Regions from separate parts of the Gasterosteus aculeatus genome. Here region 2 is linked to region 1. The links are chromatin contacts, called in public Hi-C maps. All regions are on one chromosome and are shown on one strand. Each heading gives the region's core, a stretch centred on a gene start, on an enhancer-like site or on the middle of the called end of the contact. The rest is flanking DNA. Distances are from core to core; before and after follow the strand shown.

Region 1 (5,115 bases), core at 1,945-4,444:
TGTCAGACTGCACGCTATGACAATATTCTCAATGTAGCGACGGCTTCAACTGTTACAATATCTTTTTTTGTAGCTGTCTAAAATACGTCCACAATAGTACGTTGCTCTGCTCCTGTGCTGGTTCTACTGTTTCTCCTCACTCAATCTACTGTACTGACTATGGAGAAATACCTCGAACAACACATATCCCCTTAAAGTGTAATTTGTAGTTTAGCATGATGATACACTTGCTTCATTGGATGTAAACTTCCCAACGTCGCCAACCTTGTGTGTATCAAACCACTGTCGTTCATCATCTCACACCTGTGTGTGTGTGTGTGTGTGTGTCACTGATTCATGTTGCTGTCCTCGACCATCACACCAGTGTTTCTCGGCACAAGGAACATCTTGAGCACGAGGTCATCGTCATCAATCGCTCTTCATTTTTAGTGTTTACTTGAACAAACTTCCTGAATAACTCCAGATGACTCCATGGCCTCCTGTTAAGGTTGTGTGTGTTTGTGAGTGCACTGACATAGTCTAAATGTCTGTGAATGTCTTGTCTGTCCACCTCCATCCTCACCCCCCCCCCTGCATGCCGTGTGGACCTCCCGATCGCCACCCGTCCCCGTATTGCGTTTTGACGCGTCGCTCGTGTCGTTGGCTGTTTGGCCGATCTCAGGACCACAGCGGCGCGCTGATGGCCGAGGAGTTCAAGGCCTGCTTGATCAGTCTTGGCTACGACGTGGAAAACGACAAGCAGGTAGGAGACGTTCGGCGCCAGTCGCAGTTTGTTGGGTCTCCGAGCAGGAGAGCAGAGCAGAGTGGAGATCATAGGTCGGATCCCACATCTGCACAGGAATGCACTACATTTTTGAGTTATTTAGCCACGATTATTCCACTTTGGTTCATAATCATTCCCAAGATTGCAGAATAACGTTATTTTATTTTGCTTTTAATAGACGGCCGATTTAAGAACAAACCCAGCAAATGGTTAAAGGACTTTAAACTTAAAAAAAAAAAAAAGAATGACAGTGAGTCATAGTCCCTCACACCAAAGACATCTGAATTCTATACACATCTGGATTGGTCCATCTCAGGTAAAAAGTGATGTCTGTAACCATCCGGCTCTCCTGCTCTGAGGTTCCCCACCAACTCTGCATCAGCATGGAGGGCAGAGATAATCTCGCGTCCCTGTATGTCCACCGAGTGGCACTGCGGCTCTGGAAACCAGGCTCCCTCTCACTCTCTGAGCAGACGCCTCATCTGTCTGCCTGGCTGTCTGTCTCTCTGCCCGTCTGTCTCTGTCGGGTTTTACTTTGGCTGTTAACCGTTTGTGCTCTGTTTTATCCTTCTTTCACCTCCCTGCCCCAAACATTTCTCTACATTTTGTTAACTCTATATCTGTCCATCACTCCTCTTTCACTCTGTCACTCCTCCTCCTTCCTCTCAAACTTCTTTGACCCCCCCCCCCCCCCCCCCCCCCCCCTTCCTTTGGCCTTGGCTCTGCTGCGGCCCACAGAAGCGATCGGGACAGATGGTCTCGGAGGACTTCCGGGCTCTACTCATTTCGACCGGAAACAGCCTGGTACTGCTGCTGCTGCTGCTGCTGCTGCTGGCGTGGTGCTCTCACAGGGTGTCCGCAGGTCCAACAGTGTCCCCATTCAAAAAACTTAAAGGAATGTCTCCCGTCATGCTAATCTTCCAGTGAGAATTTGACCCCTTTGTTGAGGTCCTGTACAAGCATGAGACCGTATGTTTTTTGTGACATTTTAAAGCTCTCCCACACAAACAAGGGGTTAATAATTGACATTAAAGCTGCATTTCTGTTTGGGAAGCTTTCTTTTTTGGGGGCTGAATAACAAAAAGGGGTTTTGTAGAAAAGTTTTGCATATATTAATGGAAAACAATATTCATGTTTTTTGTTACTTTTGAAAGTATACTTTGGTGTAATGTCTTAAATCTGAGTTCACACCTGCAGACACCCTGCCCGCCCCCCCACCAGATCCGCTTCTTAGTCCGTCAAGTCTGTCACTTTTCTCCTTGCTACCTGAAAGACAACCGTCAATTTTCATGAAGACAAATCGCTTGTCTTCGTGCCGTCCTCTTGTCTGCGTCCTTTTGTCTGGTTTTAGCCAGTGATCATGTGATGCATGTGTCAGAAGGGTGGGATACAAAATATCAGGACCACAATCACAACCTGTCAATCCTTTTCTCCGCCTTGCTATATTTCCTCGAGGTCCTGATGTTTTTACACACTCCGCTCTGTCACGTTCTGTGTGTGTGTGTGTCTTGAGTACAAAGGGCCGTCTTTCCTGGGTTAACCCATTGCTCTCTCGGTTGCCAGGGAGACAGCGAGTTTGCTCGCATCATGAGCATAGTGGACCCCAACGGCAGCGGTGCCGTGACCTTCCAGGCCTTCATCGACTTCATGTCCAGGGAAACGACCGACACGGACACTGCGGACCAGGTCATCGCCTCCTTCAAGATCCTGGCCGCTGATAAGGTGTGTGTGTGTGTGTGTGTGTGTGTGTGTGTGTGTGTGTGTGTGTGTGTTTAATGCAGAATTATGTGTATTGTATTCCCATTGTTCATTGCAAAGAATTCAGTATGGCATTTGTATTTACAGGATTATTATTTTTAAATAAAACGCATTGACTAATGACTGAAATATTAGGCTCATATTTGTAAAAAATCTAATTTTTGGTTGTGATTTGCTGAAGAAGCCGGAGAGTCTCATTGAACATGCGGTGGTGGAGGATCTGCAGAAGTAGAAAGGATTATCACAAAATAACAATCAGCTGATAAATTGATTGACGGTAGCAAAAGAAGTATTCAAATACTTGACAATATCAGTTGAAAGTTTAAGCACATAGGTAATAGAAATACTTGAATCATTAGAAAGTGATACTATCTTTAGGTCAGTATAGATGTATCACTATGGAAGTGGGGACTTCAGCTCTCATCAGAGTTTCATTTGCAACATATCAAAAGTGTTTGCAGAACAACTGTACACAGGTGTATGGGTAAGATGTAAGCCTTGCTCATCCTCCCTGTTTCCATCAGACTTTCATCACGGCTGAGGAGCTGAGGAGGGAGCTTCCCCCCGACCAGGCGGAGTACTGCATCGCCCGCATGGCGCCTTACGTGGGGGCCGACGCCGTTCCTGGCGCCCTGGACTACATGTCCTTCTCCACCGCCCTGTACGGAGAGAGCGACCTGTAGACGAGCAGGAGGCCAGGACAGAGGAGGAAGGGAGCTAGGGTCATTCTGTGCATAGAGGGGACGCCCAGGAGTCGCGCGTCGGGAACAAAATTGAGTGGTGGTTGTGAGGTGCCCCTGCGTGTGCCGCTATAGAAATCTTCAGAATATTTTTTTTTAAAGAACGTTGATACTTGATTGAACTGCCTTTAGTGGGATCAGAGCAGGAAGGCAAGGGGGCACGAGCTAATCTGATACTTATGCTAATAGTCTTTTATTTTATCATTTCTTTCTTCTTGCCAGGTGGGTTCTGGACATGTGGGGGGGGGGGGGGGGGGTTGCGTATTAGATCCCAGAGAGATGAAAAAAGAGAAAAAACCCATTTAACCATATTTCCCATGTTGCCGGTGACATGTCTGACCTTGGCTTTTTTTTTTTTTTTTACCCTCCTCCCGTCATTGTTTTTTTCTTTTTGTGTTTCCCCCAGCTGCAGGTGGGCGGTGTTCGGGTGGGGATGGTGGTTGGGTGTGAGTGGAAGGGCCTGGAGGGGGCTCGGCGCTGTACATATTTTTTTCAGTGCAGAGAGAGGCACACACGGTCCCAGTTGTCCAGAGTAATTGATCGCAAGCTTCCCAGTAGTGGGCGGCGGGGGGGGGGGGAGCAAAGCAGAGTGACATTTATTATGAAAAAAATATAAAAATAACAAAATGACAAAAACAAGAGCTTTTTTTTTTTTTATGAAATAAAAAGCCAATGACACAACGCAGAGAGCGCAGTTTCTTCAGTGAATAGGTTTGAGCTTCCAGAAGTCTTCACTTCAGGTTTTATTTCCTTTTTTCCTTTTTTTTGCAATGGAAATAGTTGTTCGCCGTGAAGTTTAAGGCTTGTGTACCTAAAGGCCTTCTACTGTATAACTCACGACGGGCAAACCACCATCGCTTTCCACAAATATTTGCTTCTGTGAAACTTTTCTCCCGGGGGCGGGTTAGGGTGCTTATTTAAATACAAAAAGACATTTGTATGATCGTTAGGATGGTATAAGTCAAAGTTGGGCCAGTTTTATATACCAGAAACCACACGCAGGAATACACATACACACGCACACAGATGTCATGGATGCATCCGATTGGCTGAATGAAAGTTTCTTTGCACTTCTTCGATTTTGTTTTTCTTTCTTAGAGCTGCTGTAGTGGCACTCTGGAGAGGGAAAAATGTCAAACCGGTGGAGGAAATTAATTAAATGTGCCTATTGGTGTGCCCTCCCCCCACCTCTCTCGCTCGCTCTCTCTCTCTCCCCCTCTTTTCTTACACCCTCTCATTTGTCCCTAAAGGGAAGGAAAATGTACTGCGAGTCAGGAGGAAAGGGGAACGATCAGAGCGGTCTTCATGTAAACATTCCATTATGTGCAAATAAAAGTCTAAAAAAGGAAATTCTGTAAAAGGAAAAAATAATTTAAAAAAGCTATGCAATCATAATGTGTTGGATATCTGAGTTCTGGGGGAAGTTGTGGGCATCAATTGGGCCATTTTGCGAGAAAGTTCCCAGTCTAGATGATTGGCTGTTGCGGGGAGAGGAGGGACAAACAAGGAGGGACAGATAGGGAAGCAACTGAGAAGAAAAGACAGACCAAAAGCTTGTTTTTCTTTTCTTTTTTTCCACTTCGAGGTGCGGAGGAAAAAAAACTCTGAATTTTTTTTTCTTTTTTTTTGTACTCTTTAATATCAAACCTTCTCTGCTGTACTGGAAACTGCAATGCCTTCTGTCTCTAATGATAAGTGAGTTTCACAAAAGCACACATAAAAGTTTCCTTACAAAATACTCCCCGTGGGCGTGTCTTTATTTTGTCTGTTAAACTTGAAAATCAACGCGTCGTATTATATATTGTCAAGTGAAGATGATTTTATGACTCTGCAGATCATTTTGAGCATCTGATC
Region 2 (5,115 bases), core at 1,106-3,605, 36 kb before region 1:
AAGTATGTACAGAAAAAGGAAAAACATATATAGAGAACATTGCTTCAGTAGAGATTTAGTGGTTTACTAATTGAATATGCTGTTGTTTCTTTGTAAAATTATCTAAAAATATTATGATTTATATAAAACATGTTTATAGGACATAAAAACCAAATAAAGGTATGGAATGTGACATGCTGCTTACGCACACACACAAAATACATGACTGAGTCTTTGTGCCTCTGTATTCATATCATCAGCTTCAATGTAAACACCACCGGCTACATTTGGAACTGTACTTTTCTTAGTTAAGTTCATCAAAAGTGTCTCCTTCCCGCCAATGAGACCACCGACCAATCACAGAGCTCCTGGTGGCAGCGCTGCACTGTACGGGATCACATGATCACATCGGAGCCGAGGCGTGGACCTGCTGCAGTTTATATGCCGCTCTGGACCGCGGTGATGCTAATGGGCCCGGACAGCCTGAGCATGACCTACTTCTGTAGGTGGCTCCTGCAGGCGGGGGGGCAATAGTCACCCTCCAAATCAGCCCGAGCCTGAATGACACTGCGGATCGGGCTTCAGTTCTCTGGGTCAGTGGCTCTCAAACGGTTTGGAACCTGACCTGGTTCACCCATTCAAAATCAATCTCTCCTTTTCAGCTGGTTTTCACTATTTTCATCAGCGGAGGCTGAGAGACTGAACGATATTTTGTATTGAACAAGAATAACAAAAGTAACAGTAATCAATGAAAATTCATAAAACAAAGAGTCTTCTGGCCCTGCATCATCTGGTGACGGTCAAAAAAGTCCCAAGCAGGAAATCGGCAGCAACTAAAGTATCCTCCTGGATGCACCGGTGAATAAATGAGAGCCATTCCAGTGGAGAACACATGACGAAGGACCCTCTTGGATGTCCTTACCGTGATAAAAACATGGTTAAGTTCCCTTAGGATGTCTGTCTAGTTGATAGGAGTTGATCAAGGGACCTCGTAAGGATGTGCGTAAAGGTAATGTCGGTTTGCTAGTGCCTTTTTAAAAATATGTTTTGCTTATTTCTATCAGGCAGCATGAGTAACCCACTGCAAACCGATCATTCTGTCCTGATTTAAAACTAATACCTATATTCTCCTTACAGAGATGAACCAACTGGTGACATGGTGCAGCCAAAACAACGTAGAGCTCAACGCTCTGAAGACAGTGGAGGTGGTTTTGAATTTCAGAAAGAATCCAGCTCCACTGGTCAATGCTGGGGAGTCCTTCTGTTTCCTGGGCTCCATCATTACCCAGGACGTCAAGTGGGAGCTGAACATCAGCTCCATCACCAAGCTAACCCTAACCCTAACCCCAAGGCCCAGCAGAGGTTGTTCTTCTTGAGGCAGAAATTCAGAAGAAATTCAACCGGCCAAAAACAATGAGCACTTCTACAGGGCCATCATCGAGTCCATCCTCTGCTCCTCCATCACCGCCTGGTACGCTGCAGCCACAGCCAAGGACAAGGGCAGGCTGCAGCGCGTCATCCGCTCTGCAGAGAGGGTGATCGGCTGCAATCTGCCGTCACTCCAGGACTTGTTCGCTTCATGGAGCCTAAAGCGAGCAAGAAAGATTGTAGCCGACCCCTCTCACCCCGGACAAAAACAGTTTGTGTCTTCTATCTGGCAGGATACTGAGGTTCATCAGGACCAAGACCTCCCTCCACACAAACAGTTTCTTCCCACCGGCAGTCGGCTCATCAACAGACTCTGACATCCATTTTTTCTATTCCCACATCCCTTCATACTCCATATTTAAATACACTTGAACATGTTATATGTTTTACATATACTTAGAGTACACGTGTGTAAATGTTCAACATATGCAGTCGAATTCCGATCAATTCTAAAAAAATACTTCATTGGTGCAGAAGCTCACGTTCAAATATAACATGAATATGCATGAGCTGTTTATGACGATGGTGTGTCAATTTAAACATGAACACAGTTCCCCAAGGAGATATCTGCGATTATCCCTTCAAAATAAAACATGACCATTTCGCGAGAGGATTTACAAACAATTGTACTTTTGCAAATTCATAACACAAGTTGGAAACATCACATCAACTTTATTATGAAAAATGTATACAAGGGATATTTTAACAATGTACGAAATATATGTCCTTTCTGTAAAAAAAGAAAATAGAACGAAATACAAAAATTGGAAAACATACCAAACAAATGTGTACAATATCTAGAGCTGGGCCGTTTTTAGAGAAAGTCCTTTCGAAAAAACGACATGACATTTGTTTGAGATAAAAAAATAAGGAAGCCGCATTGAATTATGGGAGAAAGTAAGCCAAGCAACAAAAGATCTTAGAGTGATTACTTTGAAAGGTTCACCGGAAGCGCCCCTTTGCAGTCCGTAGGAGCGGCCGGTTCCTCCCAGCAGAGAGAAAGCCTTTTCTCCTCACAGCGGCAGCGGAGATTTTCTCACTGCACACGCCGGATGTGCATTACATTGAAAAAAAAGACATTCACTCACGACTGAAAGCGGCGAGAGAAAGACGGACACGTCCCTAGGCCGTGTATCCCTCCACGTTATTTCGGTTCAGACCGTTGTTTCTTTTTTTCGCCCAATTTCATGTTTAATATCTGACATCTTTTCTTACGAATAGTCGGTCTCTCTGTGGCGCACTCGGGTTTGGCTGAGCTGACATGGTAGATTATCACGCTTCTAATAACCAATCTTCCTCCGGACACATGGAGCAAGAGAACGACTGGGACCGGGACCTCCTGCTGGACCCGGCCTGGGAGAAACAGCAGCGGAAGGTAAGCGAACCGAGAGCCGGGCCCAGCTGGGCCGAGTCGAGCCGAGCCGGGCGGAGAAGGAGGCGGCGGGCGGAAAGAAAATGGCAGGGGAGGGATGGGACGCGGAGTGGAGGTCAGAGACCGACAGCGGGCCTCGGCTTTTCGCTCCGCAAACCCCGGCGCTCCGCTTACAATACCGCGCTTTTAATACCTGCTCGTCTACTCCGCGTCCAGCTACTTCGTTTACCCCATTAAACCCCCTCAACCCGACCCACCGTAGATGAGAAGTAATATTTGTCTCGTGTGTGCTGAGCGAAGTCTGAAACATGACCCGCGCTCCTCCGCGCGAGCGGAAACACGGCGCCACATCGATGCCGACGAAACACAAATCTGAAGAGTGATTGACATGCGGGGCTTAAAATAGCGCGAGATATTGTGTCCTCTGGATTAGACCGAACCAGTCCGCGACACCAGTCTCTCCGAGGCCGCGTCAACCGTGTCCCCGTTGCCTCCGGGGACTTGCTGATTTCTCTCTCCGCAGGTTTGCTTCGTTCACCTGATGGCGACATTCCTCAAGGTGTTACTAGATATTTTTGTGGGATTGATGCTTTCCCCCCTTCTTCTTCGTCTTTCAAGAATAAATTAGTCTGGAACATTTAAATTGATATGAGACATTGTCCATCTGGCTGTCCTGCCATGAGCAAAGTGGTTTAAACTCGGCGCAATGATGAGCTATGTCGAGCACACATGCAGATATGCACACGTATGACAATTATTTGGGAACAGGCACATGTATGTAGCAACGCTTTTAACATTTTTTTCTTTCCTAATATTCGAAGCCCGGACATGGTCTGCCTTGGCTTCAAGTTCACACAGACGTGTTGTATTCATATAATGGGAGATGTACGCAATATGTGTAATGTGTATTGTCTTGGTACATGCAATTCCGGAGCCCCACTGGTTTCACTGCACACAACTAAACGCCCACTCACTACGCTGCAGATTTCTTTTAGCTCTAGTTAATGTTCTGCACAAACCCTAACCTAAAAAAAACAGCCTGTACCATGAGCAACGTTTGGCTCTGTGTTCACCGATTCTTTAGGCCCGACGCTACGCCAATCCTTTACAGTGCTGCTCCTCTTTACACCCCTCCAACCAGTCTGCATGTGCACTGTGCTATTTCTACTTGTCTAAAACCAGCAGCACCTACTCCTCCACTGCCACCCCCACCTTCATCGGCTATCTGGCCAACTTCTCATCCTCTCGCTCTTCCTCGACATCTATTATTTTTAAACAGATTCTGCTATAATGTTCCTCCTCCTGATAATCGCTTGACAAAGGTGACCTTGTTTTAAAACCGAGCCCCCCTTCCTTCCCCCAGCTGTACCAAATAATCCTACATCAAAAAAAACCTGTCTAAGCGCATTCAACGTGGACATGACGACGCAGGACACATAACCTCCTCCCGTAAGGGAGTGGAGAGGCTGAAGCGCCACTGCCCGACCGAGTGGAACGCTTTGAGTGGGGTGTGTTTTTTGTGATAACCGCCCCCGTCTTACTCACTCGCAAGTCTGATGGCTGGCATACTTTTACTCGTTGACTCAACGTTTCTACAAGGCCACTCTGCTTTTTAAGGCCCCGGATGAGTCTCCACAGCCTCAGGGGCCTTTCGCCTTTCCCCTCGTGGCGTTTGGACGGCCCGTGAGGACCCGCTGCGTGTTTGTTCTACACGCCGCACGGGTCAAAGTTTCCTCAAGAAGGAACGAAAAAAAGCCTAATCTGCCGATCATTAACAGCGAGGCTGCTTGTGTAAACCTGGGCTGATGTCCACTCCTCAACCTGCACTTGGTTGCACAGGCCGGGGACATGTCCCTCCTCCTCCTGTCGAGCTTGAGCTGCGGGGGGAACCAAGGGCAAATTCCTGCGGCGCATTCACACACGCTGTGCCAGTTATTGCGTAAAAGTGAACAAATGCCCTCCCACAGGAAATTGAAGAGGGAGGTGTGTATGAGTGAGAACCCAGAAGTGGATTTCCTACGCTGACTCTTTACGTTTCGTAAGCCAGAGAGTGAACCAGATTAAAGGAAACCGCTTCAGGCCCTGTCATTTCGGCAAAGAGTTGGAAAAGATGGCGAAACGAGAGCTTGTTTTTGTCGGAGTTCACTGTTTTACACACTGTAGTTTGTCCTGGCAGCCCGTTCCCAGTCGATCATGTCCCAACACCCCGGAGAACCTGGATCCCAGCTAACTCCGGTTTGTAAGGAGGCGAAGCTCCTCTCCCTGACACAAAACAAGTCTTTCCCGCCGCTCTTTGCGTCAGCAGCAGGCTGCGACACGCTGAAGGTATGCGGCGC

The links. A called contact is a pair of places that touch in the nucleus more often than the background predicts.
Region 2: a Hi-C map of blood and trunk muscle shows a contact between it and region 1, with 2.4 times the contacts expected there. The contact joins the promoter of LOC120816049 here to the enhancer-like site in region 1. A contact is called at or near these places in 6 of 6 Hi-C or Micro-C datasets (blood and trunk muscle, liver, skeletal muscle and 2 more).

Annotation. Positions count from the first base shown.
Region 1 is chr1:17,973,425-17,978,539 of fGasAcu3.hap1.1, reverse strand. LOC120816049 (alpha-actinin-4) reads left to right here. Exons shown (of 22, transcript XM_040171349.2): 20 at 1,502-1,567; 21 at 2,327-2,485; 22 at 3,046-4,999. The coding sequence ends at 3,204. Among protein-coding and RNA genes, the nearest start is that of LOC120826697, 8.7 kb to the right of the region's middle. Within about 2 kb of position 3,194, at least 1 of the 9 cell types and tissues checked has open chromatin away from gene starts, as enhancers often do.
Region 2 is chr1:18,008,772-18,013,886 of fGasAcu3.hap1.1, reverse strand. It overlaps LOC120816049 (alpha-actinin-4), which reads left to right and starts at 2,355. Exons shown (of 22, transcript XM_040171349.2): 1 at 2,355-2,782. The coding sequence starts at 2,669.